2 separate regions of the Hordeum vulgare genome follow, and region 1 is linked to region 2. Evidence: chromatin contacts called from public Hi-C data. All regions are on one chromosome and are shown on one strand. Each heading gives the region's core, a stretch centred on a gene start, on an enhancer-like site or on the middle of the called end of the contact. The rest is flanking DNA. Distances are from core to core; before and after follow the strand shown.

Region 1 (6,256 bases), core at 2,197-4,696, 100 kb before region 2:
GAACCAGTAGTAGATTATGTGTTTGACTCATGTAATCTCATTTTCGACTGCTCACAGTTGTGTTCTATCTTTTTTCCTTTGTATTCATGACTGTTACGTACATTGGATAATTTGTTAACAAAATGGCTCTGTGCGTCATGATGATGCAGAGGCCGTGCCTATCCCCTTTCGGAAAAATAAAGTCCGAAGGGGCATAGGGTGAGGGTGAAGTGAACTCCAACCAGTAAACGCTGTACTGCCACCGAGTGTGTCACACCGATCATGCCTGTCATGAGCAAGGCAAGTGACACAGATGACGCAAGCAACAGTGTATAGCATTCAGCCGGCCAACACAAGGAGCTACTCTATGCTTGAAGGGGGGGGGGGGGGGCTAGAGTGTTTCACTCGGGTAAGCTGACACTGCCTGGTGGGCCAATCATACAGCACACGAATGACTTCTGTAATGAGCATTCCATTGGTCAGAAGCATAGATCTCAGCCTGGATGTGCAATGACCATGTTTATTGGCTAAACAATACTGCAATCACTTCAAATAGTAATATAGATTATATGTAAGAATTTCTTGGCAGAAAACCTGTGTATGCGTGCTAGCTTGTACAGCTAAATATGAAATTCAACATTAATGTTTTCGTTACAGTTCAATCTGCATGCATGGTTGTTCGACTGGTATTTGTGCTGAGAAAAACCAAACAAGTATCTCTTTGGTATAATTATGTATTTCTTTAGCTGAATATGATGGAAGCTAAGAAAACATGCTTAACAAGGAACTTACATGGGAAGGAGGTATGCGCTTTCCACTGAGAAGATCGATGAGTACAGTGCCAAAACTGAATATGACGCTTTCTGCTGTGACCCTGCCTGAAAGAAAGAAAAAATATACTCAAAATATGCATCGGTGGTGCCTATGTCTACATTAATAATGCAGAAAAGACTCCTTATGACCTCTATATAATGCTCGCTCCGGCCCTTTTTACTCCGAATTTAAGATTTGTCTAAAGTCAAACTTCATAAAATTTGACCAATTTTATAGAGAAAAATATCAACTTTCACAATACGAAATCAATATCATTAGATGCGTCATGAATTTAGGTTTCATATTGTATAGCTTCAATATTGAAGATGTTGATATTTTTTCATACAAATACGGTCAAACTTTACGAAGTTTGACTTCAGATAAATCTTATATGTGGAATCAAAAGGACCGGAGGGAGTACATTGAACCAATATCTTAACAAAGGTACTATATTTGTCTTTCCAGTGAAAAAAATTGTTATTCAGTGCCAATAGATTAAAGCTTCATCCCCTGAAATTCCTATTTTTTTGAGAAGTGGAGGATAGCAATAATAAAACTGAACTCCTACAAGAAGAAATATTTCATTACTAAATAAGAAAAGGGCTAAATACCATTTCTCAGATATTCTGGAGGTGTGTACGCTAGATTTGTGCTATAACTTTTCCCATCCCTGCTGTTTTTCATCAGACCAAAGCATGAGAGACGCGGATCACCATTCTGCAACCAGAAAGGTTGTTAGACGCTTCGCTTACATGCATGATAATTGGTACAAAATGACATGTTCAACTGTTAGATGCTATCAACAACTCATAAAACCTACTTGGTGAAGTTGTAAATAAATTGAATGCATCACATCTTCCAAATGTCAATGTAAGTTCTGCTAAACAATTTTCCTAGTAACCGAATTATCCTAGTTTATATGTGTCATAAACAGTGCAGAAAAAGACAGCTTACTGCTAACATTTCCGTTTCTTGTTAACAGAAAAAATCTTAACTATTTTTAGGTAAAAAGAAATCTAAACCTGAAAACCTCTAAACATCGCCACCATGGCCATTAGCACAAGACAGTAGTCATTGGTCTGACAGAGTTCTATATACTTAAACAGACTTGTCTTACTGATCATTTACCTCGTCAAAGAGGACTCTGTATGCATTTAGGTCATGATATAAAGAGCGTTCCTCATTGCTGCAATATCCCAATGCTTCGGCAATGTAGCATGCGACTCTCAGACGCATAGCCCATTCAATAGTCTGGTTTTCCCCTGCACAACGGCAAAAGTATGGCGAAGAGCAAATTAATTTGATAGTTATTTCCAAGGCCGTAACAAGTATGATAAGTGCCATCACTTGTCGATATTTAACTCAAAATGACCAAATTAGCAATCACAAACAGGATGTGTGCAATATTTCCCTTGTATCCAAGGTGATAATCAAAATAACAAGTGAGCATGGGAGCTGGGAACCTAAGGGGAGGTCAATCAAGCATTAACTATCAATATCCTAAGTTCTACATCAAAATGCTGCAAGCAGCTGCACTGAGTAGAAGCCTTGTGCAGAAATAATAACTTCCCTTTGGTGATAAATGTCATCACCAGTAAGTCTTTAACTCAAGAATGACAGAATTAGCAATCACAAACAGGATTTGTTTAATATACATAGAAACTCATATCATTTGTGATAAACTACACTCAATTGCAGCCAGGGAGATAATCAAAATAATAACAAGTATGAACTATCAATTGCTTAAGTTCGATATCAAAATGCTGCAAACAACTGCACTGAGTAGAAGCCTTGTGCAGACACAGTAACTTGCCAAATTCCGCACTTGCTTACCTCGTCCCATAATTCAGCGACATGCACTAAAGCAAAGGATCCCCAGGTTCAGTAGAATCAAGAAACGGCCCGGGCAACTACTAAGCAAAGACAATATGCGCGGGGCTACTTGGGGGACTCACAGTGGAACAGGTGCTTGGCGAGGGTATCGTTGGACATGAACTCGGCGACAAGCAGCCGCTCGTCGCCGTCGCAGCAGTAGCCGATGAGGTTTGCCAGCCTCCGGTGCCGCAGCTTGCCCACCCCCTTCGCCTCCTCCTGGAAACCGACCAAACGAGCAATTCGTCAAAACCATATGTCCCCTCTAAACCCCCAATTCAGCCACACACCAAACCACGAGCTCCTCGCCTCCTCTCCCTCCCTACCTACCGCGAACTGCTTGGGGTCGGGCCAGGCATGCTTGGCGAACTTCTTGACGGCGATGGCGCGAGGGGCGGCGCCTCCCCGCAGCCGGCCCCTGTAGACGAGGTTGGGGGCCTTCTCGCCGCTCTCCGACACGATGTTCCCCGCCGCGAAGCCGTCCGTGGCCGCGCGGAGCTCCGCCAGCGAGAACTCCGCGAGCGCCGGGACCTCCTCCACCCCGCGCGCGGCCGGCGCCGCGGCCGCCGGGGGAGCGGCCTTCTGCGCCTTGAGGGAGAAGGAGGGGCGGTGCGGCGGCGGGGTAGGGGGAGCAGGCCGCCGCGGGCCGGGCGGCTTCTCCGCGTGGACCCACGACCGCAGCGAGGAGCCGCAGCAACCCATGAACGAAGCGTGAGGAGAAAAGTCCGTCGGCGTCTCCCGCTGGCCGTGCCTTTTGTTGCGTGCGCGGCTGTGCGCTCGTGTGCGTGGGAGCGAGGAAACGGAGACGGTTTTTGTAACTTGCTTTGCTTGCGGCTTCTCTGGGCTCTGGTGTGGGGTCTCGTTCGCTCGTGCTCTTTGGGTTACGACCACTGTAGTCTGTAACGCAGACGTCGGCTGAGTCCATTTCTTCCTTACCAGATGACGCACATGTGTACACACACGCTTGTTATATAATACGACCACCCAAGCTTGACAGGTCATGCACAAATGTTGACCGAGACAAGAAACTACGAGCATCTCCACCCGCGACCTCAACACGCCATCTTCAGGTTATTTTTTTCACCGACGAGTGAAAAACGGCTTACTTGCGCCCTTAGGAACCGGTTTTCGTTAGGACCGAATTGACCCTGACGGTCCCAAGCCGAATCAAGTGCGTTGGGGGGCGCCCGGAGACGGTGGCAGAAGGGAAAACGACGCGCCGGGTCCTTGTCAGGCGAAAAGAGGCATTTTCTTCTCCAGAGCGCACCACACCTTCCGCCACCGTGCCGATTTCGGCGCCACCCCATCTGCCTACCGCCGCTACAAAGGCCATCTCCCCATCGACTTCGCTGCGGATTCGCCCCCTCCCGTTTCTTGGCGAGTTTTCTCGGCACTCCGGGCACGTACACGGCTGCGCATCTGCCACGCCCGCCAGGTGTTCGGCGATTTGCCTGGCCCATGGACTCCGACGACGAGAAGACGTTCGCGACGCTAATGGAGGAGGAAGTCGATGTCGACGCCCAGGATGAAGAGCACCGCATGGTCCTCGCCTCTCTGGTTGGCATGTTCGCGAGCAATGCAGAGCCACGACGAGGTGGCTCGGCGTCGGGCCGGCTGAAGGCAAAGCAGAGGCATTGACTGGAAGGCTATTGCTTGCTCTACGCCGACTACTTCGCAGATGCTCCTCTGCACGGCGACAAAGTATTCTGACGTTGTTATTGTATGAGCCGGAAGCTATTCCTCGGGATTGTGGATTCTATCAGGGAGTTCGACAGGTACTTCAAGTGCAAAAGGTATTGCATCGGCACACTTGGATTCACCTCGCTCCAGAAGTGCACGATAACTATGAGGATGCTTGCGTACGGAGCTCCCGGTGATATTCTGGAAGACTATGGACGCATGGCCGAGTCCACCACCATTGAGTGTTTCTATAAGTTGTGCAGGGCAGTGGTGGCAGTTTTTGGACATCAATATTTGCGATCACCCAATGCTGAAGACACAGCTCAGATCCTAGCACAGAATGCAGAAATAGGATTTCCTGGGATGCTTGGAAGCATCGACTGCATGCATTGGAAATGAAAAAAATTGTTCATTTGCTTGGCAAGGGATGTACAAAGGCGTCAAAGGAGGTTACAGTGTGGTACTTGAGGCAGTGGCCACACATGACCTCTGGATTTGGTGCTCCTTCTTTAGTATGCCAGGAACTCACAATGACATCAACGTACTGCAGTGCTCGAATGTCTTTGCCAAGCTTGTTGAAGGTCATGCTCCTCCCGTTAACTATGAGGTCAATGGGCTCCACTACAACAAGGGATACTACCTAGCATATGGCATCTATCCGAGATGGTCCACATTTGTGAAGACTATCTCAAATCCTGCACCCAGGAGACAAGCACTCCTATTTTGCCAAGCGTCAAGAAGCTTACCGGAAGGATGTCGAGCGGGCATTTTGTGTGCTTCAATCTCGTTTTGCTGTTGTCCGGTACCTCGCTCAGACCTGGTCAAAAGATCAAATGTGGGAAGTCGTGACTTGTTGTGTTGTCTTGCGCAACATGATCATTGAGAGCGAGCAGGAGGAGCTAGTGTTTGACACTGAACCATATTACAGGCAAGGTCCTCTTGGCTAAGTTGATCACCAGCTACCGGCAACCTGGATTGCCTTCCTCAACATGCGTTAGAAAATCCGAGACCCTGATACGTCTCCATCGTATCTACTTTTTCAAACTCTTTTGCACTTGTTTTGGACTCTAATTTGCATGATTTGAATGGAACTAACCCGGACTAACATTGTTTTCATCAGAATTGCCATGGTGTTGTTTTTGCACAGAAATAAAAGTTCTCGGAATGACCTGGAAATTTACGGGGATTTTTTGTGGAATATATAAAAAATACGAGCGCAAGAATCAACCAGAGAGGTGGAGCTGAGAGCCCACAAGCCCACCAGCCCCCCCCCCCAAGCCGCGCCTGGCTAGCTTGTGGGGCCCTCGGGGCTCCACCGCCTCCAATCTCAGCTCTATTTAGTCCCTTTCGTCCGGAAAAAATCAGGGAGAAGAGTGCATCGCGTTTCACGATACGAAGGCGCCGCCACCTCCTGTTCTTCCTCTGGAGGGCAGATCTGGAGTCCATTCTGGGCTCCGGAGAGGGGAGATCGTCGCCATCGTCATCATCAACCATCCTTCATCGCCAATTCTATGATGCTCTTCACCGTTCGTGAGTAATCTCATTGTAGGCTTGCTGGACGGTGATGGGTTGGATGAGATCTATCATGTAATCGAGTTAGTTTTGACGGGGATGGATCCCTAGTATCCACTATGTTCTGAGATTGATGTTGATACTACTTTGCCATGCTTAATGCTTGTCACTAGGGCCCAAGTGCCATGATTTCAGATCTGAACCTATTATGTTGTCGCCAATATATGTGTGTTCTTGATCCTATCTTGCAAGTTGTAGTCACCTACTATGTGTTATGACCCGGCAACCCCGGAGTGACAATAGCCGGAACCACTCCCGGAGATGACCATAGTATGAGGAGTTCATGTATTCACCAAGTGTTAATGCGTTGGTCCGGTTCTTTATTAAAAGGAGAAGCTTA
Region 2 (6,736 bases), core at 2,167-4,666:
CAGAATAGTGGACTAGGATTTGCTCCTCTTCCAGTCTAGAATTCCAGCTGCCTGAATTCTCCCTCTTCAAATAATCCTTGCAAAATAAGAGAGAAAAGGCATAAATATGGTACCACAAGTAATATAACAGCCCAAAAAGCAATAAATATCAACATGAAAACATGATGCAAAATGGACGTATCAGTTATGCACAGGGTACTTGCCACTGCTTGGTTGCGGGCCGCCCTGGGCCCGTGGTTCGGGAAAACCGCCGAACGGGTTCTGACATTGATTAGGCGCACCAAATTGTTCCTGCCGTTGGCTCTGGTCACCGGCTTGGCCCTTCTTGAGCACCTCCGCCCGAAATTCCTGCATTACGTAGCAGTCTTCCCAAGAGTGAGTCGCGGTCCTTCCGCCGTGGCGTGATGCGGGCAGGGGCCCATAAGTATCTCGTTATAGTTGCGCGGCTTCTTGCCACGGTATCCCCTCTTCTTCTGGTGCTGATTGCCATTGTTAGCATTGGTGTTGGCGACGAAGTCCGTGGATCATTTCTGCTGCCTTCTCTTGCCATTTCCACCATGATTATGGTGGGCGCGTCCCTAAAAACGGGAGTGATTCTTGGATGACTCACCTTTCCTCGGCGAGTTGGCCTTGCTGCCGTCCTCTCCTGGATCTTTAGTATCGTCTGCTCCGGCATACCGAGTGAGGGTGTCCATCAATTCGCCCATGTCCTGAACCTTGCGCTTGAGTCGCCCCAGCTTCTGTACCAAGGGCTCATAGTGGCAGTTTTGCTCCAGGATCAGCACGGTTTGAGCCGCCATGATGTCGTCTGACGAGTGGATGATTTCCGCAACCCGCCGCGTCCAGTGGTGGGCCGACTCATCGGGGCGTTGAACGCAATGCTGTAAGTCGACGATCATCATCGGGCGTTTGCAAGTTCCCCGAAAGTTTTTGATGAAACGTTCCTTCAGTTCAGCCCAAGTTTGGATGGAGTTGGGTAGGAGGTTTTTCAACCAAGTGCGCGCCGTCCCTTCAAGCATCATTGTAAAGTACCTGGCACAGACTGCTTCACTTACGTCGAGCATGTCCATTGCGAGTTCGTAACTCTCAACCCATGATGCCGGCTCAAGGTCCGGGGTGTAGTTGGGCACCTTCCTTGGTCCTTTAAAGTCCTTCGGCATCCGCTCGTTGCGTAGGGCAGGGGCAAAGCATGGCACCCCTACTTGCCTGCCGCCTCCGCTAAGTGGCGCTGGGCGGGTTTGGATGTCCTGGTGATCCTGGCATGTCGCCCCAAAGGTGTTGCGGACGGGAGGTTCCCGATGATCAGGCGGGTTACCCTGAGGTAGGTGTCACGGTCCGCTGGTTATGGCGGTTGGTCCACCGGTCGGCTTCTGGTGCGGCTCGCCTGGGGGGTGGAGTGCAGCTGATCGAGGTTGTGTGAGAATTGCGCGTTCTGAACCACCGCCGTTTTCAACATCTCAATGGTGTTTCTCGCTTCTATCTCAGCCGGGGTGTTGCCATAAATCGGAAGGGATTCTAAGTGGCGAGTTGCGGCGAGCACGTTGTCCACGGGGTTGGAAAAGTGGCCTTGAGGCATCTGGAAACGAGGAACGCGATCATCTGCTGGCTGAAGCGGCGGGTTTGGTGGCTGAGCCGGCCCTCCTCCTGGAACGGTTCAGGCCCCGGGGGTGCGCGGAGTGTCGAAAAGGCGGGTAGGGTTTAGATCAGGGGTAAACGCCCCTGGTGCCTCCTCTGATGGACAGCGTCGGACGTGCGCTGATGCCTTTCAAGTCGCGAGTTCTCGGTGTTCAAGCGGGCCGTCTCAGCGGTGATCTGAGCTTGCCAAGTCTCAATCCTGGCGGCTTATGCCTCTGCATCTCGCTGGGCCTTCGCCATCTCGTCTCGCAGCTTTGCCAACTCAGCGTTTATTGTTCCTTGGTTTTCTGCCGTCATTGGGGTCGCCATGATCCTTGTTATCTCCGCCGGCAGGTCCACCAGGACCACAGCTGGGCCCTTGGATGGTTCGCCAGCCTCGTTGTTGCCTGCGGAGTTTTGCTGGGACTGTGTCACCCCCGCCATATATACGGCGATCTGACGGTGGGTCCGCTCGAGGACTTCGGGATCCATCGCCAGCGACAGATCTCCGAGGCAGCCCTCATGCAGAGACTGAATTGAATCTGTGTCGCCCATGGATGACTCGTCGTCAATGTTGACCGGCGTAGTCTCCTGAGTCGCCCATCGCTCTGGTTCATCAGATCCCTGCGTGAAGCCAATGAAGACCGGCTGCGTCAGGCTTGGCATCGCAACGGGACGGACATACCTGGCCGGCTCGACGGTGTCGGGAAGATGTCCGGCTCAGGCATGGGTGCACCGACCATGCCGATGAAGATGTTGACCTTGTCGAGGGGGACTCTGTAGCCGGATTCAATTGAATCGACTTCGGGCCCCCACAGCGAGTTGTCGATGTAGTACTTTCTGCGGCGGCTCCGGGTCATGAGCCCAGCCGCGTAGCTCCCTGACCTTGGTAGGGCTCCCTTCGAGAACTCAACTCCACCGTGCATAGGCCCCACGGTGGGCACCAACTATCATGGTTTTGTCACGGCAGATGTCCTAGTGAAAGTACTTAATGATGGAGCCATCGCACCTCGGTAGCGACTCAAATGGGTTGAACGGGAGCGGGATTCAGATTTACCCAGGTACGGCCCCTCGTGAGGAGGTAAAAGCCTACGTCCTTCTTTGTGTTGTATTGATGGTGTTTCGATTACAAGGAGGGCGTAACTCGCCTGACCTAGCTCTCAATGATTTCTAACCTACCCTATCCTCCCCGGGACTCGTCTTTATATATAGGTCGAGGTCTTAGGGTTTACAAGAGTCTCAACCACGATACAGATCGTGGTTTCCTTTTTCTCTAAGTCCCCGTACTTTCCAAGACTGGAAACCTCCTCGATGGCCTATCGTCCATGTAGATCTTGAACCGCCATCCGGCTCCTGGGCCCTCCAAGCCAAGGCTTGCATCACCAAAGGATGAGTCGCCCACTTGGTGACCCGGCCCAACTATGGCGGGTCATGTCGCAGATAATATCCCCAACAGTTATCTCTTACCCGAGCCCTTTAGTTATGCACTTTACTTTGTGGTAGCCACATTGTTTCTTGTTATTAGGGATGGGCATATAAACCAAGGAACCGAACACCGAACCGAAGCTGAAACCGAAAAAACCGAATTTTCAGTTTTTTTGTTTGTGGGTTGAAAATCGGTTTTTGCTTGCAGTAACCGAACTCGTATCAGTCATTTCGGTATTATGCTGCTAACCGAAAGGAAAAACCGAAGTACTCCAAGTTCCAGAATGCGAATACACGTGAGAAGTTCTTGTACGCGCCTCCTATTGCGCGTCAGGCCAACTGGTCATAGCCATGCGTAGGGGTGGCCCATGCACGTGCCTGGGTGAACCAACGGCCCAAGGCCTACTTGTCTCACGTGCAACATAGAGCCTTTAGTGGCAGGCCTGGACCGGCAATGTAATTTAATTTTGTGTGCTCATGAAGTGTGCAACGGCAGGAGATGATTAGTCCCACCTCGTCTAGTCTCATAGATGGTGACAGAGTGCTCAAGATATAAAGAGACGGGGTGTGGAGTGTAGGTGCGCTCGAAGTTGCGCGCACGTAACAGGTTATTGAGCATTCGGTGAAAACCGATAACCAAACCAAACAAGTCGGTTAACCGAAATTTCTTTTAGCTCTGTTTCATTGACATTTTCGATTTTGTGTGTTGCTAACCGAATTTAGAAATAAACCGAACGGTAAAAACCCAATTTTCGGTTTCTAACCCAATTTTCGGTTTCTACCGAACGCCCAGGCCTACTTGTTATATATCTTGCTATCACTTAGTTGTTTATCTTGCTTAGAATAAGTTGTTAGTGCACATAGGTGAGCTTAGTTGTTTTAGGTTTTGTGCTTGACTAATTCACTTGTTATATATCTTGCTATCACTTAGTTGTTTATCTTGCTTAGAATAAGTTGTTAGTGCACATAGGTGAGCTTAGTTGTTTTAGGTTTTGTGCTTGACTAATTCAATGTTAGCCTAAACCGTAATTATTTTAAAACACCTATTCACCGCTCCCTCTAGGAAACATTCATGTACTTTCAACGGGTGTGGTCGATCAAGTAGACATATGCTTTTCCCAACTTTGAAATTGATGAGCATATGAATGTAAGGAGCATATCCACACGACATGTTCTGGTGAGGAGTTGTTCTCTTGATTGTCTCTACAATCAAATCCATCACTCTAAATCTGGCGTGGCTATCCACATGATGCAGCATGTTGATGGAATAGTCTCGAATCATCTTATCATCGCCTCACCTTGGCATCCAAGTATGCCTCAAAATGGTATTGGTGGTAGGCAGTCCTGCTTGCAAGAAGTAAACTGAGCCAAGCATGTGGGACTTTAGATACTCCTTAGGAATCGGGCTATACATATTTGCCATGGAGTTGTGATTCATCTTGGACTTAGTACACACATGAACTTCTCTTTCTTGCACCTTTGGGGCTCCTAATATGGAAGCCAACTCATGAAGTAACGATTGGTACGTGGTGCGTGGGTTTGAAAAACTAGCTTCTGGACTAGTGCCAGCATCAAGATCTGCACTTGGCTCTCTGAACTCATTCTAACAGTCCTATGAATCCTGATATAGGCAAGAACTGACCATATGAATAGATGTAGAGGACTGGACAAGATGAGCATCACAAAATACAGACATTTTCTCAAAATATTAACTCAAAAACTTAGTTTTGGATTTCCACTATATAGGTTTCGGTTCCACCGACTTTAGATCTTGGGAGCTTCCAAGACTGACAACCTCTTTAATAGAGACTTGTTCACGCTTTTCGGTTTCACTAAAAAGTGACCGAGTCTCTCCGATACTGTTCTCAGAAACCCTAAAAACCAGATCAGTGACACCGATCCTTTTCCACTCAATGACTCCAAGACATGTACAACGGAAAGGTAGACCTAATTTTTTTCGTTCGCCTATATCTATGGGATTTTCTTGTGGATGAAATGGTTGCAATCAGTAGCAAGAAGGAGAATACATCCTAATGCGTAAGAATCGGCGGTTGAAGCACAAAAGGGATCAAAATCTTTCCCTAACTCGGTGAAGACTTTGCTACGGTGGCAACAGCGGGGAGGATTCCCGTTGACGACAGGGGACTCCTACTGCGAGGGCGCATGAGAGGCAAGGTAGAATGTCTGTGGACACGAGCGGCGACAGCAGTGGGTTGTGGGGTCGTCATTTGAATATTAATTTCAAAGTTCGGACCGCAAGATATATGTACCCACCCGCTGTTAGTGACACCGAACCAAAAAAAATTGGTTCCACCATATGCTTAACTGCGTGAGGATAGAGCAACTCGGTGACACCGAGATTTTAAGATCGGTGGTATCAAGATTGAAAACCTATATAAACCCTAGTGATTCGGTGAAACCGAGTTTTGAGAGTTGGTTACACCGAGTGGCACATGTGAGGTTTTGGAAGTCAACCCTTGTCGAAATGGAACTCTGAGTGCTCCTCACACAAATGATCTAGGAAGTGATTGCTCAAATTTTGTGATAAAGCATGGATAGAATTTGAGACGAGAGAGCAGAGATATCTAGAGGGGGTACTTAGACATTCTTCTACATCCAACTGGTCAAAGAAAATGAAAGCCAAATAACAACAATTGGATATCCTCCAATGAAGAAAAATATGCATACCAACATGCTCACACATTAAGATGTCAGATAAAACATGGCAAACATGCAAAACCACTATAGTATCTACCAAGCACTTTGGCGATGACGAAATCATCTATATATGAGTATATTGACTTAAGGAGCCAAGCAATAATGCTTGATCGTATGTCATACTCATTGTTTAAGCGCATGTGGGGTTGTCACTTTTACATAAAGCTTTTAATGTGTTCACAACATGTGAGATGTTTTGTCTCAAGTCTTATAGTAAATCTCCCCCTTGATGTGACATCCCTTTAAGAGGGATAAAGTAACCTTGTGTTTGTCATTGAAGACTTCATGTACGTGTTGTAGTCGTGGATGCTCATAGTTGATGAAGATCATCTTAAGTTAGGAGCAATCCTTGTTGTTTTGTACTCTTCTCGCCTACATAGGTCAGTCCCACAAAAGGAACAAATACAAGGATATCTATGAACATGATGTGAAACATATGAAGGATGATGTCCATTGATACATTAATGGATTACCTTGATCCTTGCTTACCTATGAGGGAATGTGTGACTCCTTGAACTATTGCATAAGGTTGAAGTTGATTGCAACTAGTTCTTGCCAAAAATGAGCATGAATGAACTTTGTTGGCGGAGTCACCCCTCAAGAACTTCTCTAGTTCTTCTTCTTGGGGACCCACATGAACTTGATGCGGATCCTTGGAGTTTAGTTAGCACTTGATGAAGTATAGCTAGTGGTGGCATTGGGAACCCACTTGACCATGGCTTGGGATTCTTCTTCAAATGAGTCAATGTCTTCTTAAAGCTTGTCCTTGCTGTTGAACTTCTGGTCTTGTGGTGGAAGGTCACCCTCGGCATTTGTTCCCTTGGGGATAGTATCATACTTCTCCTTTTGGGGAACAAATTCGTTTTGGGGTATTGACCTTCTTACCATTCAACTCTATTAGCATTGAAATAGCCAATGCATTGGTTCTTCCAGTGCCATCCTTGCTTGCGTACAATCTCCTCAAGTTGCTTACTTCCGG

Evidence for each region. A called contact is a pair of places that touch in the nucleus more often than the background predicts.
Region 1: a Hi-C map of leaf shows a contact between it and region 2, with 3 times the contacts expected there. The contact joins the promoter of LOC123437679 here to the enhancer-like site in region 2. A contact is called at or near these places in 2 of 6 Hi-C or Micro-C datasets (both in leaf).

What each region holds. Positions count from the first base shown.
Region 1 is chr1H:367,138,341-367,144,596 of MorexV3_pseudomolecules_assembly, reverse strand. It overlaps LOC123437679 (serine/threonine-protein kinase BSK1-2-like), which reads right to left and starts at 3,446. Exons shown (of 9, transcript XM_045115726.1): 1 at 2,995-3,446; 2 at 2,748-2,883; 3 at 1,921-2,054; 4 at 1,404-1,509; 5 at 772-857. The coding sequence starts at 3,366.
Region 2 is chr1H:367,036,786-367,043,521 of MorexV3_pseudomolecules_assembly, reverse strand. No RefSeq gene overlaps it. Among protein-coding and RNA genes, the nearest start is that of LOC123437636, 16 kb to the right of the region's middle. Within about 2 kb of position 3,416, at least 3 of the 3 cell types and tissues checked have open chromatin away from gene starts, as enhancers often do. A contact at or near this core is called in leaf, where this site is marked.